Linked DNA regions of Dromaius novaehollandiae: region 2 is linked to region 1. The links are chromatin contacts, called in public Hi-C maps. All regions are on one chromosome and are shown on one strand. The core of a region is the stretch at or near the end of the contact, and the rest is flanking DNA. Distances in the headings are between cores, read along the strand shown. Region 1 holds the start of LOC112986455 (multiple epidermal growth factor-like domains protein 6). Region 2 overlaps LOC112986455 (multiple epidermal growth factor-like domains protein 6).

Region 1 (3,476 bases), core at 407-2,906:
ACAAAAACAGTTACGAGGAATACCCTGTATGTTCTCAGCCACATAGGATCTCAAGCAAAACAGCAGCAGCAAATGCTAAAGAGAGAGCACCCAGCGTGGTACGTTCCAAGGGATGCCTCTGTAGTCCTTATCCCAGTGGCAGCAGATGACCAAAGTCAAAGGAACAAAACTAAGAGTTGAAAAAGGTTATTGACTAATAGAGGCTTCTGGATTGCTCCCACTGTTCCCCAGGGAAAGGTGGCAGCTTACCCCTAAGGAGCAGCAATTGCTTGCATTGCTGCTTACACCAAAAGTAAAGACCCCAAACAGTGTAAAACGAGTGTGGAAGAATACTCGTACTTGTCCTAACTTCGACAGGGCAGTGAGAGTTACAGTATTTTCAGGAATATGCCACTTGGGCAAAGCACCCAAGGCTTTGCCACAGGTATTTAATTTTCTCAGGCTGCTGCTAACAGTACCCTGCCACTCCCCACGGCTTGGGCAGACTGGCAATAGCCTCATTTAGTGTCATTTCCAAAAGGAAACGTTCTTTTGGTGCTATCAGCTTACGAGGGTAAAGGCAAACAAAAAATTGTTTTGAATTGAAGCAATTCGCACTTAAAGCCTCTTATCTTCAGCTTCCAAAGTGCACGATCACAGTTACTGCTTATGTCAGATGCAAACAGAAATGACTGCAGGTCAATGGTATTCCTCCTCATATTGGAGTAACGGCTTATAAAAGAGAGAAGCAAGCCTGAATGAAGCACCAAGTGCTTTTAAAGAAGAAAAATACTTTAATCAGAAAATGAACTTGATTCTCCTAAACACTACGATGGGTACTTACTGCTCTAGCAAAACGGAGTATTATAAACCACATCCAGTATTTCTAGTAAATGCATATTTACAGAATATTTCCTAGAAAACCAATGAGTGATAAACACTGAAATTTCAATTTTGGTGACAGAAGCAGTAACAAGGTGGGAAGCACATGTTACAGCAGTGAACTATGGAAGGGCAGGGTGAAGTTGAAGAATTAAGTCAAAAAAAAAAAAAAACCAGGAACAGCGAATTGGTTAGAAATCGAGGTACACACAGACACCTAAGAAGTCAGCAGACGGCCTGCAGGTTTGGGGGTGAGGGGAGGGGGCAGCAGGAATCGCTGCTGCTCCTTAAGAAACAGAGGTACCTTTTCTCTGCAAAGCTCCCCAGACAAAGCAGGGAAGAGCTTCCATAATTTTCGATTTCCAAGAGCAAAAACTTTGGACGTGAGATTTCTGCGCTCCAGAATTAGCTCCCACAAGTGGCACCCGGTGATAATTAGTCATAATTAGCAGTAATCCTACAGCTCGCCCAGGACAAGGGAGGTCTCACGGCGCGTGTCGCGCAGAGCACCGACAGACGCCTCCCCCCGCGCCCGCACCCGCGGAGCCCAGCGCCGGCCGCCGCCTCCCCCGCTCGGTGCCCCCGCCGCCGCACTCACATGCCCCGCTGCAGCGGCGGCTCCAGCGCCCAGCACAGGCACCACCACAGCGGCGCCAGCCCCAGCCCCGCTCCCGGCGCCATGCCCGGGCGCCCGCGGCTCCGCGCGGCAGCACCTCCAGCCGGGGCCGCCTGCCGCCCTCCGAAGCATTTAAAGCGGCGGCGCCGCTCGCCACTGGCCGCCCGCCGGCGGCCCTGCCCCCCGCCCCGCCCCGCCCCGCCCCGCCCCGCCCCGCCCCGCCGCCGCGGCCCCGCGTGCGCAGCGCTGCGCCTCGCCCTTCCCTCGCCTCCCCCCCGCCCCGCCGCCGTTACCGCCTCAGCTGCCGCCGCCCTCGCCTGCCCTCCCTCCAAGGGACTGTCCTCGCGCTCCCAGCCCCTGCGGGGTGCGACGCGGGGAGGCAGCAGCGAGGCGGGATCTGCGCGCTGAGTCACACATGAAGTGGGGCGCAACCCGGTTTTCGTGACAGCTGCTGGCTCTCGGGAGAGCAGGAAGGCTAACGGGCCCTTGCTCCCTTGGGCGTCAGGATGCCACTTCTCCCTTCCCGCAGGAGACCTACCTTGGCCTCTCTCGTTTTCCCTGGTCCTTCTCTGTTGCACGCAGCCACATCGGAGCACTCCACAGGGGGAACTGCGAATATAAACGCACATAACATCATGAGGGAGGGACGATACCGCTGTCGCTGAGAGTTAGTGGCAGCAAGGACACAGAGCAGGGAACTGAGGAGCGGTTTCTTAAATCCCAGGGTTGCGTGCTGTCCTCCGGACCATCCATCCTCTCGTTTTTATAACCTCCCCAGACCTTTACAGGTGCCAGAAAGGGAGCTCTTCTCCCTTCACCTGAGGGACGAGGGAGACTAGCTGACCTGCAAGGGGAACTGTGCACGTAGCAAAGGCCTTAAGCAATTTATGACCTAACGTTGGACTCGCAGCTCACGATTCTCATATCGCTTGGGACCTGCAACTAACCAGCCACGGGGCTGTGAACGAAGAGATGAGCCCTGAGCCACCCGATGCTGAAGGCAAGCGAGATGTCCCTTCGTTGCCCTGGAAGGGGGGTGGTCCCAGGTTGCTCCAGATTAGCTCCCGTGAAGGTCTGTGATGGAGGGAACTGCATGGGTCCTCGCAGGCAAACTGTGGACTAATTTCTCTTCCCTTCAGTCCCGTGACGGGCACACCAGTTTCGGCCTTATACACCTTCATAAGCACGGCTCCAGCAAGGTTACTTCCCAAGGCCTTTGCTAAAATAGGTAAACGTTCGCCAATCATAACGTGAAAACTGTTTTTATACTGTTGGTTGCTTTGAAGCTCGCAGTGACACGATCCCCTTGAGGTTGTATCACTGATTTCTCTTTTGTGATAAAGAAAACATATAGCACTTATCTGACCTTCGAGCAGATTAATTGTACCCTGAAATTTCCGCTGAATGGCTAAGCCTTTCTTCTATCTGGAGTAGTTTTAACTCTGCAGGACCTTGTGTTGAGCTAATCTCATTACCTCCTGCAGAGCACAGAGTTTTCTAATCATTTTATTTCTTAAATCCCAGGAAATTTTTCTTCATAAAATAATAGACCTTCTTTATGTCAAGGCTGAGGTTTAATAGACCTTCTTTATGTCAAGGCTGAGCTTTAATTATGTCCTGAGATGCCCTCCCAACCTGGAATTATTTTCTGGATCACATCATGGCAAAATAGCAAAGGATCTCGTTGCCTGCTTATTTTTCTAAGAGATGTAAATTAGTCTTTCAAAAATATTTCCTAATTCCATCTTAAGGAATTCAACAATAAACTGTTCAAATTTACTTAATATTTCAAATCTGTATGAAATCATTAGAAATTACACACAAATGATTATTATATCCAGTTATTAAGACTAATGGACCAGCAACGTGCAAATTCGGAGGTACTAAAGTGGAGGGTTCTCAGCATCTTATTTGGTGAAGGCCACTTAATGGATGAGACCTTTGCCTGGGGGCAACATAGCGAAATACCATTGCAGTTGAATTCTGAGATGGAGCAATT
Region 2 (3,476 bases), core at 501-3,000, 170 kb before region 1:
GGTGTCCCTGAGACTTTCTTCATCCCTTTACCTACAATAATCCTCTCTTTTTTAATTCCTTCCTGCTTTGGCTCCTTAACCTGGCTGGCTCCATTCTCCTAAATTTTTTTTCTGGTTCCACAGTTGCTGCCTTTGACTGTGCCCTTCAGCAGTTCCTGGGGCACTGCATGTATACCCCAAGGTCTGCTCTGGGACTCAGAGCTGCTGCAATGCCCGGATCTCAGGCCATCTTGCATAATCCCAGCCCAGCATGAAAATCACAATTATTAGCTGGAGCAGAGAGACAAGGCAGGATGCCTGGACCACACTCCCCCTTTACCAAAGCAAGCAGGCTCCCTACCCTAGCCAAACATCAAACACACCTTGGTCACATGTAGCGCCAGTTTTCCCAGCTGGGCAAATACACTGCCCGGTCTTTGAATCGCACGGTGCTCCTCCACAGCTGCAGCTCTGCCTGCAGTTCACACCAAACCTCCCAGGGTGACAAGCTGCTCAAAAGAAACCCAAAGACATGGTTAGTATAACAAAATGTTCTGAAGGTATTAGGAGGCACCAGCAACAGCAATTTGAAATTGAGCTGTGTCGGTACAAAGTGATCTACGTTAGCATCACTGGCTCAGTGACCTGTGGTCTGTAATTAACTGTGCAATACAGCGCTAGAAAATCTGTGCCTGAAGCTTGACAAAGAAATATGGCTACCTGGCCAAATAAATAGTACTGGTAACTTGCCTTAATCTTTTACCTCAATCTCTGAGGGGATGTAAAATCACACAGCAGTTTCCAGTCTCAGCAACAGACCATATTGCTGGTTAGTAAAATGGCCTCCCTTCAAGAGCTGCAAAGAACAGCAATGTGTCTCCTATCAAATCTAGTTGTCCTCTGTGTTTTCTCGATGAATTCAATAGCCCTATGCCTACATACACATTCTCCATCCTGTATCAGGGATGAGAGCTAGCACTGCCAAATATCACTTCAGCTTCAGCGGGGAACTGCCTATTTGCATCAACAGCAAACGTAGCCTCTCTCTTGTCTACAACTTCTGCATCTGAACATGAGTTTCTCTGCCAAGCTTTCCCATCCAGCGTGTACCTCCCTGGGAAATATGCATTGAGTACCTACGTAAAAGGCAGTTTTCTCCATGAAAACCGGGTGGGCATGGATGCTTGCAGACTCCCGTCTCATGATTGCACAAAACATCAGGAGGACAACTGCACTGCAGTTTGCAACCAGCTCCATAGAAGCCAGGCATGCACTCTGAAAAAACGCAATAAACACAAAACATATGCAAGGAGGAGGAGGAGGAGCTGAGAAAACCAAACAAGAGTCATAAAATAATTTGGCAGAAATTTAGAGAAAATCCGTTATAACGCGTATCTTAGAGGTGTTGATAACTTAGTTTAAATATTTATTAAACATGCGCACAGACATTTCAAAGAGGTTACTGCTCAGATATAACCCAGAAACAGGGCTGCATTATGTTTAATAATAAAGGTATTTTCAAGTACCGAGCAATTACAGAATATTTTCCTCCTCTTAACTGTTACACCTCTGCCGCCCTCTGTCTTTATGCAAAGTTCAGTGCTGGGAAAGGGACACTTTCCTCCAGAACTTAGCACAGTAGCAAGAATGCTAAAGGTATCCACCAAATCCCCCAGAACTAGTGCCATAAATCTGACATGTTACCGTGTGCCCGGAGAGTATGGAGAAGACTCTGCGGGGAGGATCCCTACTGCACTACTCCACTGCTGTCTACAGAGGGCTACTGAGACACACAAACATGAATGCAGAACACAATTCTCTTTGAACAACCCTCAAAAGCTACAGAGAATAGGTAAAATTCAAAGACCTGCAAATCTGAAAGAAAAGTCGCATTACTGAAATCATTTACAAATAATCTTGCTGTCATAAAATACAGTTTTGCCACTAATTTACTGTCTGTGTAAAAAAAGAAAAGAACAAAAGTGAAAACTCTCAGTATCTTCAGTTGTATAAGAATGTGGTTTCTCAAATTCTGCTGTCATTTGATCAGGCTAAAACTACTATATTCTCAAACCGTGTTCTTACTGATGTCCCTGTGATAACAGTGCTCTGTGATATCAGGCACTCAGAATTTGCTACACGAAAAACCACAGACAAAATAACTAGCAGAGCACATTAGTAGTAGCAGCAGCAGCACCACAAAGCACAGGGGAGGAAGACAGAAATAACAATACAGGACAAAGGAATAAACAGACAAAAGAGAATCTGGCTTTCTGTGATACCTTTCTGACACTTTTTGCCTTGATAACCAGGTTTGCAGGTGCAAGCACCGCTCCTTGCATTGCATTCCAGCGTGTTCGCCTTCACGCACTGACATTCCTCTGAACAGCCAGCTCCAAAGGCCCACCTGGGACAGGCTGCAGCCAGATTAAAAGGAATCATTAACTCTGTAATTATGCATGAGTTATTTAAAAGTGCACACTTCTGCAGAATGCAACTGCTGCAAAGCAAAAAAGTTCATTGTGCTCCTCAGCAAATACATCCACATTCATATGACAGTGCCTATTAACGTGTGGGTGTGTAAAATATAGTTTACATGACTCCTACATTAAGTAATTAATTTGATTTCAAGCAATCTGTGGTGAATGCAAGAACCAGATTTGTTTCAAAGCAAAGTTAGTTGAAGTTTCTGAATGAAAAATATTTGGGCTCACTCCAAGACAAAAGCTTTCATGAAAAAAACCACACAATTACTTTCTCAGTCTTGTATAAATTTTTCAAACAAAACCTGTAAGAGCAAAGAAATTTGACCATATATTTTGTAACATTTTTATGCTTTGTTTCTTTTTATTCCAATTTAACATTTTGTCATTACTCATGAGTGTATTAGCATTGCTGGTGTTTGTGAGCATTAGCATACAGAAATATTCCTACTTTGGGGCCAAAACTTAGATGTCTCAGTTAGGAAGTCAATGAAGAGGGAAAAACTTCTTTAGAGAGAAATTCAGAGAAAAAGCTTAACTTATGTGCTTATCACTTTTGATTTACCATAAAGGGCAGAGAAACTATCATGAATTAACTACAGAGTGACTACCAACATTAAAAACATTGGTAAATAGCACTAAGGCTTAGTCAGGCTTGTATGTGGCCTTCATCCTGCCCTGGCCAGCCTTGCTCCTCAGGTCCTGCTCCAGCCCTATCGAGAGCCACTGCCTAGCTCCCACCAGCCTTCAGTTGATGATTCATCCTCACCAATGACCCTAAAGTTAACCTGCCCACACATCCATCCCAACCCGAGCTCAACTACGGTCTTCACCTTTACACATTAGCAAATCTCAGTCCTTACGGCAAAATTAATTCTAGAGGGGGAGAAGTTTCTGTGTCTGCCCAGGGTATGTCACATGTCATCTGCTGTACCCAACTAATCCCAGTGCCTCACAGGATGCAAAATTTGGGCCAGACCTCAGGCTGGGAGCTCTCCCTCCAAAGCCACCTGA

The links. A called contact is a pair of places that touch in the nucleus more often than the background predicts.
Region 2: a contact with region 1 is called in a Hi-C map of ovary, with 1.8 times the contacts expected there. The contact joins the enhancer-like site here to the promoter of LOC112986455 in region 1. A contact is called at or near these places in 2 of 4 Hi-C or Micro-C datasets (liver and ovary).

Annotation. Positions count from the first base shown.
Region 1 is chr9:5,845,646-5,849,121 of bDroNov1.hap1, reverse strand. It overlaps LOC112986455 (multiple epidermal growth factor-like domains protein 6), which reads right to left and starts at 1,656. Exons shown (of 37, transcript XM_026105731.2): 1 at 1,460-1,656. The coding sequence starts at 1,542.
Region 2 is chr9:6,012,360-6,015,835 of bDroNov1.hap1, reverse strand. LOC112986455 (multiple epidermal growth factor-like domains protein 6) reads right to left here. Exons shown (of 37, transcript XM_026105731.2): 16 at 2,262-2,396; 17 at 1,120-1,254; 18 at 363-488. Among named protein-coding and RNA genes, the nearest start is that of GOLIM4, 200 kb to the right of the region's middle. Within about 2 kb of position 1,750, at least 2 of the 2 cell types and tissues checked have open chromatin away from gene starts, as enhancers often do.